2 separate regions of the Danio rerio genome follow, and region 1 is linked to region 2. The links are chromatin contacts, called in public Micro-C maps. All regions are on one chromosome and are shown on one strand. The core of a region is the stretch at or near the end of the contact, and the rest is flanking DNA. Distances in the headings are between cores, read along the strand shown. Region 1 overlaps plxna1a (plexin A1a). Region 2 holds the start of plxna1a (plexin A1a).

Region 1 (6,102 bases), core at 566-3,065, 170 kb after region 2:
TTAATTTACTGTACATTATAGAGAGAAATAACAGATAAACCAAGACTGCAGTTCAGTCAATTTTCCTAACAGATAAGCAACTCTCGTTAATAGTTAACCTGCTTTCACTTTCGTATTTGGCATGAAATGCTCATGCACCGGTAGTAATGACATCCCGCCTTACTCATAATTCTGTCAACATGTAGCCCTATGTATGCATATTACATATCCATAATACACTGTGATATAGCCTGGTTTGGATCGTATTGCTTTCTCACTACAATCGATTCACTCCAGAGTTTGTTTTAATCGAGCCGAGACCACCTCATTCAGGGAATCATGGACAGATTGTTTTGCAGTGAATCCAAGTGCGATTGCTGGATTCACATATGCCAAATGACCCGCCAGGATCCGAAACAAAACTGTAGGTGTGAAAGCACCTTAGAAATGCTAGTTTTCATTTACTTTTTTGCATCGTTGGTATGAGGCTTAATTTTTTCAGAGTCATACGTTTATTTTCATTTAGGCCCTGTACATGCTTTTACTAACTGTAACACTTCTATTTATTAGGATTTTGTTGGCCCCATCCCAATGCTAAATACAGGTGTGAAAGGGATGTAAAACATTTTGAGCTTGTCCATTTTCCACTAATTGGAAACTGTTAAAGACCGCCTTCTCTCCGGCTACTGAAGTCATTTATACACCAATTAGTAGATTTGAATAATCACAGTAAGCCAAAACCCATCCACAGACCCTTCCTCACTCAAAAGTGCACAAAAGGGACACATTTAAGTATTGAATGGTAATGTGACTCCTTTGTCCACTTGTGGTCGGATTGACTAAACGTATCTTAAGTGCAGGTGTGAATAGATCATTTGTCAGGTTTTCCATTATTTCCCCCCACAAAAAAAGAGCAGCTTCATCGTCCTGATCCCGAACACGTCAGAAACACATGAGGGAGAACCAAATGATACGAGGCTTTTCATTTTCATGTGAACTCTCCCTATATCACGGGTCTCCTCTGCGGTGTAGTCACATTTTTAACAACTCTGCTTTTACGAACGGCCATCAATCCCTCGGTTTTAGTGGTGCGCTGGACTTCTGAAGACGAGAGATGAAGAGGACGCGAGACTCCCGGCATTGAGCTCGAGTTCTGCGGTTTCCCCTTTGCTACCGGAGACCGGGATCAAGTTCGGCCTCAGATTAGATTAATGCCCGAGCTTCCTGTAATTGATGGATGGATTGATTCGAGCTCGTTTGTTAACCGTGTAGCATACGCTAAATGAATTGGAGGACGAGATGCGAGTCAGCAGAAGCCTGCTGTGGTTTCAGCGTTCAGCTCTTTCTCTTATGCTTCATTGTATAGGACCATTATGATCCCCTCGTTCCCCACGGACTCGACCAGAAAGCCTATAATGCATTAGATTTAATCCATCTGTAAACGGCCGGTGAATGAATGAGACACATCATTAGCGGTCTATCAGGTTACTCGGCTGCTTTCTTTACGCTCGCACAATGCATTTTAGCCCTTTGAAGGGCTTTCGAGGGGACAAGACAGTTGGTGAAAAGTTGCACCGAAAAGCCTTTTATCCTCGCGCTGAAAGTGCTTGTGGTTTGCCTGTCGTTTTTTGAAGGCGAGAAAAGGAGGTTTGGGTTTTTTTGGCAGGCTCTCGTCTGTTAGGACATTCCTCTCGCAACCACAAAATGACTAACTTTCCTGCTTTTTTTTTCCATTCGCTGTTTGTGTGGCTCATGTTTTCTCAGGGATTTCGACCTCCCCCCCCTTCTCGAATGGAGCTAAATGTCGTAACATCCATGTGGGAACATTTTGTTTGGCGTATATAAACAGGAGGTAGGTTCGAGTTTGGGAGCTTTATATCCCTCCAAAATCTCTCCTCCTCCCTCTCTTTTTGCTCAGCTTGTCAGGCCTCGCCGTAAACAGTCATAACTCTGCGCCCTTCTTTCTCACCCCGTTTTGCCATAGAAGTGCGGACGGCTCCAGGAATGTGGCATTGTGTGATTGCGTATGGCTGCTTTAAATGGCAATTTGAAGCTCTGGTGGCTCTGTAATTAGCAGCGCAGTCCCACTGGAGCAGGCTTATCGTTTCCTTTGTAATTACACATCTGAATACAGCGGTGTGCATGCATGCGGCAGGCCTCTCTTATCGCTTGTCGACGTGCTGAGTCGAGCCGGGCTCATTGCTGACCATGACAAAGGTTATTGAAGAAGAAGGCCGGGGTGAGGACGGGCTGTGGAAGGGGGTGATAGCAGTAATGGCAGCGCTCTTGGGTTAGAGATACGACTTTTGCCCTTCAAAGTGTCAGTTTTATAGTTTTGCTGGGGTATTAGGTTTGTGGTTAAGGTATTTTGGTGGACAGATATGATGAGTCGGGAAGTGATGGATGGGGCAGTGAGGTATTTTGCACTTTATGTGTTGATTGTGGTGGAAATTGAGGTCTGGAGAGTGTTTTGTAGATTAGTGCACTGGAAAAAGATTTTCTTCCTCAGTATTTTTACATTATTTATAAATACGTAAACATTCTTGAGACTTTTTTTTGGACGTAGAACCATATGTTGACTTTATTTTAACATTTACATTTTACATTATCGTTTTACTAGTTTATTTTAAAATTTATGTGTTGACCATAGTGGAAATTGTAGACTGGAGAGTGTTTTTGAAGATTAGTGCACCTCAAAAATAATTTCTTCCTTAGTATTTTTTTATTCTTATTCTTTAAGAATTTTATATTTATATTTATATATAAAATACATTTACCAATTTTTACTTGTTTCTCATTTTAAAGAGAAAATATTAATCATAAAATAAACTTAAAATTACAAAAAAGTCTCATTCTATGTTCTATAATTTATCAATTCTCATTTTATATTTTTTAATTCTGGCTTTTTTATTAAATTGTATTCTATTTTGTTTTTGCTTTATTCCTTCTCAAATTTCAAACACAATTTTGAGCTTATATCTAAAGCCAGACAAAATCTGCTGACATTTTTTGCTATTCCTGCAAAGAGTTTCTGTAAAAAATCTGCGGATTTTTGCGGAATGATTTTAGGAGTATCATTACTAAAAACGTAATATATGAAATAAAAAATAATACAGTTTTAACTTTTATTTAATGTTTACAAAGCAAATCAAATTAGGTATCACTTAGGTATCACTTATTTAGTAAACGGCGAGGCAGTAGCGCAGTAGGTAGTGCTGTCGCCTCACAGCAAGAAGGTTGCTGGTTCGAACCTCAGCTCAGTTGGCGTTTCTGTGTGGAGTTTCCATGTTCTTCCTGCCTTCGCGTGGGTTTGCTCCGGGTGCTCCGGTTTCCCCCACCGTCCAAAGACATGCGGTACAGGTGAATTGGGTAGGCTAAATTGTCCGTAGTGTATGAGTGTGTGTGTGAATGTGTGTGTGGATGTTTCCCAAAGATGGGTTGCGGCTGGAAGGGCATCCGCTGCATAAAAAACTTGCTGAATAAGTTGGCGGTTCATTCCGCTGTGGCGACCCCGGATTAATAAAGGGACTAAGCCGACAAGAAAATTAATGAAATGAATATTTGGTAAACAAAGCAAGTCTCACATATAATACTCAAAGACAGAACATACACCTTACAAACGGTATTAGAAACAAATTGTATGGACATTTTAATAATACTATTATTATATATATATCACAAAATATTAGTGAAATTAATAAAAAACTGAATAAATATAAATAAATAACTGAGCCTTTATTTGTCACAACACTGTTACATGCAGCAAAATTGGATGTCTCATATTTTATCTCAAAATTTTGTCTCATATTTGCTACTTTATTTTCTGCAATCGAGAGTTCTTAGGCTATATAGCAATCCAAGCTTTATTTCTCATAACCTTATTTCTATCTTGCAATTTCTAAAACAATCGTGAATTAATACTGGGCGATATGGCAAAAATGCAATCTTAATAATTATTTTCCTTACTGAACAATAACGATATATATTTCGATACAAGTTGTTAATGCCTCCAAGTTTAAAAAGAATACCCCAACAATGACTGAAGCCACAAAAATTAGAGGGTGCCTTAAATTGCATAACATATTCGGTTGATAAATCTTCAGTGGCCGAAAATTCGGTACGTCTTTAACATCAACAGACTTTTAGATTCCCATTGTTGCACATTTCTGCTATGTGATTGACTCTTAGATCAATATAGAAAAAAATTCCAGAGCTTATCATTGTTATTGACATGAATCGTGATTCAATACATCATTTATCGGCCCAGCCCTACCGTGCATTCTAGAGAAAAAAAGTCCGATTTGCAAGAAAGAAATCTGTAGATATTGAAACTCAATTGCTTATCAAAACACCAAAAATACTCAAGTATTCCTTGAACTGCAATTTCCGAAATTGTTGTTCAATAGTGTCTATTTTTTACCTGACAGTCACTTGAAGTTTGACCTTTGACCTCATTCTGGCATCATCATAACAGATGTAAATCCTCATGTAGCGACATTATAGTCTTTCTTCCCCCCTGTATATTCTTTCAATCCATTATTTTTTTACCTTTGTTTGAACTGGCACCCTGAAAAGCGCATCTCTCCCTGCCTACTGAAAGTGCTCATTTGTGGTGTCTTCAGTCACGCAGGAGCCCCTTTACATGCTGCAGTAGGTTAATGATTTAGTGTCTATTGTAATACAGAATGAAGGCCTGGAGTAAAGAAAGAAAGAGCAAGGGAGAGCGAGAGAGACAGGATATAGGAGAAAAAGAGAGAGTAAAGAAATAGGTGTTTACGGGGAATGTGTGGATTAAAAGCCATAATGTTGATGGATTGTTTTAATTTGCTGGCCTGTGACCACAGAGCTGGAGAGACGCAGATGCTTTCTCTCACTCCCTCTACTGGCAGGAGGAGTCACTGCAGTCCTGTTTAACACCCCAAAAATTGGCCAGTGCATGAAATTGGGAGCTGCTTAATGTAATGAGATGTTTTACGATGCTTAAGTGGGTTTTATTATCTGCTTGAAAGGTCGATTTGTGGATTATGGACCAAGGTGCGGTCTTGGACAGTTGTCCTTTTTGTCTTTAAAAAGGACAGTGATGCGAATACTTTGTGTTGGTAATCCAAAGTGTATTTTAAATGTCTTCATCAGTCTGTGTGTTAAACATCAGCATACACAGATTTATACCCAAATTATGATCCAGTTTTCTGAAAAATGTTAAAGTATGTTTTTACAGTTCTTGAGCTTCCTATAAATGAGACCAAATTATAACAATAAAAATGTAAGACCCTTTAAGTATATTTTTTTGTCCATTTCAATGGACATCAGATCAGAACAGTACTTCCGGAACATTATACCATACATAATTGCTGGTACAATCTTAAAATGTATTTTCAAAATCACAAACATTAAGATTGTAACATTTTTACTTTAGTTTTGAGGGTTTTTTTGTATATATATTACACCTTGTTTATAACAAACTCTATCTTCATCTTCCTTATCACTCCACATAATGTCTACATCTAAGATTTTGCCTTGTGCTTTATGCTCAAGAGTTGTATATTCTATGTTTAAAATTGTTTCAGAAATGAATTAGTTCATCCGTATATTTTTTTTTAAATGTAAAAAAGTTCAATCAGCACTGAAGATTTAATTTCTGTAAAAGGTCCTGAACCCATTGTCCATCCTAATGGACAGTTGTGTTTGAAGGAATCCGAATCTCAAGTTTGCAATGTTAAAAAAGATTTTAAACTTATTTTCAAATCAGTTTAAAGCGTATTTTATAAATTAGAAGTGCAATCTCTCTTTTTCCTTTTACATACAATCTATGAAATATTGGCAAACATATTAATACATTTAAATAAAAACAATAGATATATACACTATCGCATACAGACTCTGAGCATGCATCAATAGCATCACCACATTTGTACAGTGCTCCCAGGACAAAAGATATTCAACCGCATTAGTCAAGATTACAGCTAATGTAAAGATGATGGACTTTAGTGCTGTGATTTCGTTTGTTACGTTTTTGTATGTTACAAACTTTTGTGCTCAACAAGTAACGTTATTGATGATAATACCGTCTCTTACTGCACTGACCACAAGGCTAAGTAGCACCAGCTAGCACTAAATACTCGG
Region 2 (5,701 bases), core at 606-3,105:
AGTTAGGTTAACTAGGCAGGTTAGGGTAATTAGGCAAGTTATTGCATAACGATGGTTTGTTCTGTTGACTCAAAAAAAAAATTATAGTTCAAAGGGGCTAATAATTTTGACCCTAAAATGTTTTAAAAAAAAATAAAAACTGCTTTTATTCTAGGCAAAATAAAACAAATTAGACTTTCACCAGAAGAATAAATATGATCAGACATACTGTGAAAATTTCCTTGCTCTGTTAAACATCATTTGGAAAATATTTTAAAAAAGAAAAAAAATCAAAGGTGTGGCTAATAATTTTGACTTCAACTGTAAGTGGTATACAAACGCATAAATGGTGAGATGTAATAAATTGTCATATTTTATTGTCTTGCAAATCGAAATTGGTCACATTAAGCATTTCGACAGTGTACAGTTGCCTTGGTTACCTCAACTTGCCAACGTGACTATTGTTAGGTAAGGTCTATTTGGGGGCAGGTAAAAACCTGTGCTTGTAAACTTATTATATTACAGCTTTTTAACACTCATTTTGAAATCTGTACTTGTTTAAAAAATTTATGTCATCCTTCCTGTAATTTGAACAATATATATATATATAAAAAAAAACATTATACACATATAATCAGGGGCGGCTTTAGTGATTTGGGGGCTCTAAGCAACTCCAGCCATGGGGCCCAAGTCCTGAAAGGCACTCTTTCTACTTTTATATAATTTTAGTTATTTTGCTGATTTTATTTTTGTCAATCAATCTTCTTTTCTACGTTTTATCTTAATGTTAGTTGTAAATTAATTTTAAGAAAACTAACCATTTAAAATGTAGAGCTTACATTAATAAATATATATTTGAAGAGTTCAGATGCAAAAAAAGTGCCATCTGAAATTTCAATCTAAAATGAACATTTTTCTCAGCCTCCTTTGTTTATGTTGAGATGTTTTACTTTAAAGACCAGGAAAATGACTTATTCTTTGCCATAAAAGTGATATTACAGAACATACACACAAGAGCCTGATGAAAATACACATTTTAGAAGAAACTTTCAGACGGCATTTAGAGGTTTTTGTATCAAAACTCTTAAATTTATAAATTTGACTGCTGTATTGCTACATGTATTTTATTTTACAATATATAATTACATACCATTACACTAGTATAATAATATTATGTTTTATTGTAAATTACTATCTATCCATCCATCATCCATCATCCATCATCTATCTATCTATCTATCTATCTATCTATCTATCTATCTATCTATCTATCTATCTATCTATCTATCTATCTATCTATCTATCTATCTATCTATCTATCTATCTATCTATCTATCTATCTATCTATCTATCTATCTATCTATCTATCTATCTATCTATCTATTTGTCTATCTGTATATAATTTTCTTTACTTCCTTTCCCACTTATTTAAATATACTTTCAGTTATCTTGTATACATGTATGTGTAACCCTATGTATATGTATGTTCCCTGAGCTCCTATATACCACACACACAAAAATCCTTGTGTCTGCGCACACTTGGCGAGTTAATCTGATTCTGATTTCACTCTTTTAGATAATTTCTAATTGTTTAAACTGGTATTATTACTCACAATAATAGTTACAATACTCCCATAAAGCTGTTGTATGCATATCTTCATGCTTGGCTGGCGCACGCAAAAGACAAACAAACCATATTCTCTGTGATTGTAATAAATGTGCATAGATACATCGACAGGTGGTGCAACGGACCGGTGTTTAAGACTACAGACTAACTGTATATTTCACCATAAAGGCTTGGAGCGCGCTCAATGTCGCCGCCTGGCCGCGGCGCGAGATAAACGACTCTGGCAGTGTGTTGCGTTCCCGGAGACTCAAAACGAGGCTGCGTCTCGATGAGGGCGCGCGGACTGCATTCCTCCTCATTCATGCCGTACTGAGACTTCACACTCGGAAAGTGCACGCGGAGCTTTACACACTGCTGCCGAGGAAATGTACTCAAGTTTGAGATTTTACGCATGGCGAGGATAATAAACCAAGGCATCAAGAGCACAAGTGAGTATCCTCGGCTCTTTACGCACAGGCGCTACTTTTCCATGCAGTTTTGTCTGGAGGAAAATGCAGTTTTTTGGGTGATCAGATGTGCGTCGCGCGCTGTTTTCTTCAGCGTTCACCGTGAATGTATCGATACTTGATTGCGACGGAGCAGCAGAGCAGTGCGATGTGGTCATTTTAAATGCGGTTTGACACCTCGGCGTCTATTAACTGACGCATTAAACAAGCTGATGTCTGTGCTGAGCTGCAATAGCGGATGACTAACTTGGTTAGATTCCCTGTGGTTTAATTACTGAAATAAGTAACATGCAGGTTATGTGGGTACAGGGGCGTTCTCTGGGAATATGCAGAATGTAAGCGATGCTTTTGCTGGATAGCTCAGCTTACCACTGCATATCACACTTTTAGGGATAAGCTTAACTGCTAGGGAGGGGTGTTGGATGCGTTTTTAAACACATAAACCAGGCTCTGTCCAGCTCCTCTCAATTGTTTAGTTATTTGGCTATTGGATTGTCAGTATCAGTGTGACAGTTATGTGGGTTGGCTGTCTGTAAAATCTCGCCAACACTGATTCAACCGGGAATTGGCAAAATTGGATGTAGGTTAGAACTGTCGGGCTTGCATTGGAGAGGAAGAAATTTAGACCAATTTCTCATTTGCAATTTAACGCGTGGAGTATCTACTTATGGCATTCACATATAAACCTCTATCAGATTATAAAATCTTATACTACTTATATGGCGATTGAATGACCTCTTATGTGAAACAGGCTTTGGCTTTTTGTTAGGCGGGCAACTGTTAGATAGTCGAAGATTATGTGTGTTTATGTGTATGCACGAGATTCTCTGCTTTATTTCACTGAGGATGTCAGTAAAGTCTGCTTTGTACTTGAACGTATTGTTGCGCTTTTTTAAGAACAAAGAGGTAATCTGGTATGTGCTTGTTGTGAGTGAACTGAAAGATTGCGTTTCTCAGCTTTCTAGCTTGTCCATCTACGGAGGATTGGTTTTTCAGACGAAGGAGCTTCACACTAGGAAGAATGCATTTTTTTTATTAAAATGAAAGTTTTAAACGGAGAGCTCAAAATTAACCATGAACATTTATCGACATTTAGTCATTTAAACGTAGACTTCAACCACAGTCAGCATTTAGCACTCGAATCTGGATTGAGTATTTTCTAACTGCGAGTGCGCGTCTTCTGTTCAAAAGTTACATGTTTTATGTAAACATCCTATTCCATGCTTATTGAAAACCTGTTGTTTGTATAAAACGCATCCCTTATGAACAGAACCGCTAGAAAATAGTAATGTTTATATTTTGGTAAGTTATTAAACCTCCGTTTACGGTTATTTTGTAGCGATGGACATTCTAGGGGTTTTAATCTATTTCATAACTGTTTTCTATCGGATTCACGGTCTATATGCTTCATTTACCAGGCTAATTTTGATGAAGCAATATTTGTAAATATGATTATACCTACAACAATCTGTTGACAAATGGTGTGAAGAATAAAACAAAACGCATTCAGTCGCTCAAATGTTTGTTTACAGACTTTCTGTCAGCAGACTGAATGCATTTATTGACATTAAATATTCTGCATTAAGTGAATCATAATGTTAATGTTTTGCATTTTGGCTAACCATATATACTAACATGAAATACTCATTTGTCTCGATTTATTAAAATAACCAGCCATTCTGTTGACTGATCGAATTGTGTTTTGCATTCAATGTAAGAGCTATTCTTGAATTAGACACCCCGCCCCCTTTTTCTTATATAGATATTAACGTTAGCTACAACTAATGAACTAAATTGTTTTCCCAAAATAAACCACTTAGTTTGCATTCAGTCTCTGGTAGTTTGATGCAGTTTGTGTTATGAAGTGATGCTAGAGTATCAATCTCAACGTTACAGGCTTAAATGTCCACCTTTATGTCAAAGCAGTTCACCTCAGTGGGAAACGAAGTGCACCATGTCAGAATTAATCTCACTTTGAGTGGTTCTGTTCGGCGCACTCGGCCTTTGCTGTGATTGACGGATGTTTTAAATATCCCTGACATTCTCACCTTCGAGCTTGTCAGTGCCAGCCTCCTCTTGTGTCTTTCTGTCGGTGTGGAGTGGGCTTTATTAAAGGTCCGTGCCCACTTTACATGAGGCGTTGCGTGTAGACACCTTTGGCGCCTTTTTCCACTTTAATAACATCTATGGCGTTTACAGGACGTCACAGTTCTAGTCACAAGCTTGCATGGCATTTATAAATGAGAAGACTGCGGCTAGCAGTCACACTTTGTGGCTTATTGCTGGGAATGTTACCAGAAAATCATTGGTTGATTTTATTTTATTTATGTTTTATGACTGAAGCTGTGTTGAACTCCATTGGCCAATAGTGGTTTAGTGTTTACTGTTTACCAAGCAAGTTCTAAAATGAGTTATTGGAAGGAAAGAATGTTCAAATGAGACTAAAGTAGGTTCTTGAAAGAAAAATATAAAACTTTAGACATTTGAGTTATTGCCAGTGGTGGTAAGTACCTTCCATACTCAAAATCTTGCCCACAAGCATCTCTTCTTCACATTCTTCCGCTTTAGCTACCAGTTTGCTGTTTCATGTTTTACTTTTTTTGAATAGACGACTTTCTCATTACTTGCCTTTTTAGTTTGCTTCAATATCACTTCTAGGACAGACAATGATATCTTTTTGATTGAGTTTATCATAAAACACAAGTTTATTTAATTTACTTTTCCAATCCATTATCAGCTCTTTCTGCACCTCAAATCTGCGGAGACGTCAAACTAACACAATAAAGGCAGTCAGGCCTGAAGTGTTTTGAAGCTGACTGTATCAGATCAGAGGAAGAGATAATAAAATTGTTTCTGTCTTCACTTTTCTTCTACTATGTACGTTTATATAAGTGCACACCGACGGCTGGCAGATGGTTATCCCTCTGAGAAAGCGTGTGATATTTAGACGCCATAGAAATCTGACAGGAATAGAGATTAGTTTTTCATTTTTTTTATGTGATCAGTCTTATTAGCAGGCCTACTGTGTTGTATATTTTTAGTGCCTTGGTACGACGTGCAAAGAGCGATGCTGCATCAAATTCATTACCATTTCCTTTTACTGAGTTATTGAGTGCGTATAAATAGTGCTTTGGCTTGAGCAGGGTTTGGAGATTGAAGGGTCAGACCATGTTTTGTTTGTCATGGCCGTCGTCCAGAGGAGATGCAGCTTTTCCCGCTCCCACAACAGACTGGAGGTCTCAGCTGGGAACCTCAGTGTAGGATCAGTGCCACTCTCATGATGTCAGGACCGCAATGATGAGCTCTCATTCTTCTTGTGTTTTCCCGTCCTCTTTCTTTTCCACCACTCACTGAAATAAAAGAGCTAGCAGCTGATTTAGGAGGATAAAAAAGCCATTTGCATTCCTTTGTTTAGAGCTGCTGTATTTCTTGTTCTGCTGTCAACGTATGAGGCGGCTTGTGAGATTAGCAGCTTTCTTTGGTGACCACTGAAGCTTGACCATGACCAACAGAGTATCTCATTCCAGAAAAGATGAGTCAGCTTTATATTCAAATGCTGTATGATATTATATACTTCCTTCCTCTGGGAATTAGACATATGCTGATGTTCAGTATTACAATATACCATGATAATGAACATCCGCTGAAT

The links. A called contact is a pair of places that touch in the nucleus more often than the background predicts.
Region 1: a Micro-C map of caudal fin shows a contact between it and region 2, with 2.4 times the contacts expected there. The contact joins the enhancer-like site here to the promoter of plxna1a in region 2. A contact is called at or near these places in 3 of 18 Hi-C or Micro-C datasets (caudal fin, embryo and an unstated tissue) and 1 of 4 datasets of contacts at active chromatin or transcription factors (embryo).

What each region holds. Positions count from the first base shown.
Region 1 is chr23:37,467,821-37,473,922 of GRCz12tu, forward strand. The region is part of intron 3 of plxna1a (plexin A1a); the gene reads left to right. Among named protein-coding and RNA genes, the nearest start is that of plxna1a, 180 kb to the left of the region's middle. Within about 2 kb of position 1,816, at least 14 of the 62 cell types and tissues checked have an H3K27ac peak or open chromatin away from gene starts, as enhancers often do. A contact at or near this core is called in caudal fin, where this site is marked.
Region 2 is chr23:37,293,246-37,298,946 of GRCz12tu, forward strand. plxna1a (plexin A1a) reads left to right here and starts at 1,856. Exons shown (of 32, transcript XM_017353686.4): 1 at 1,856-2,034.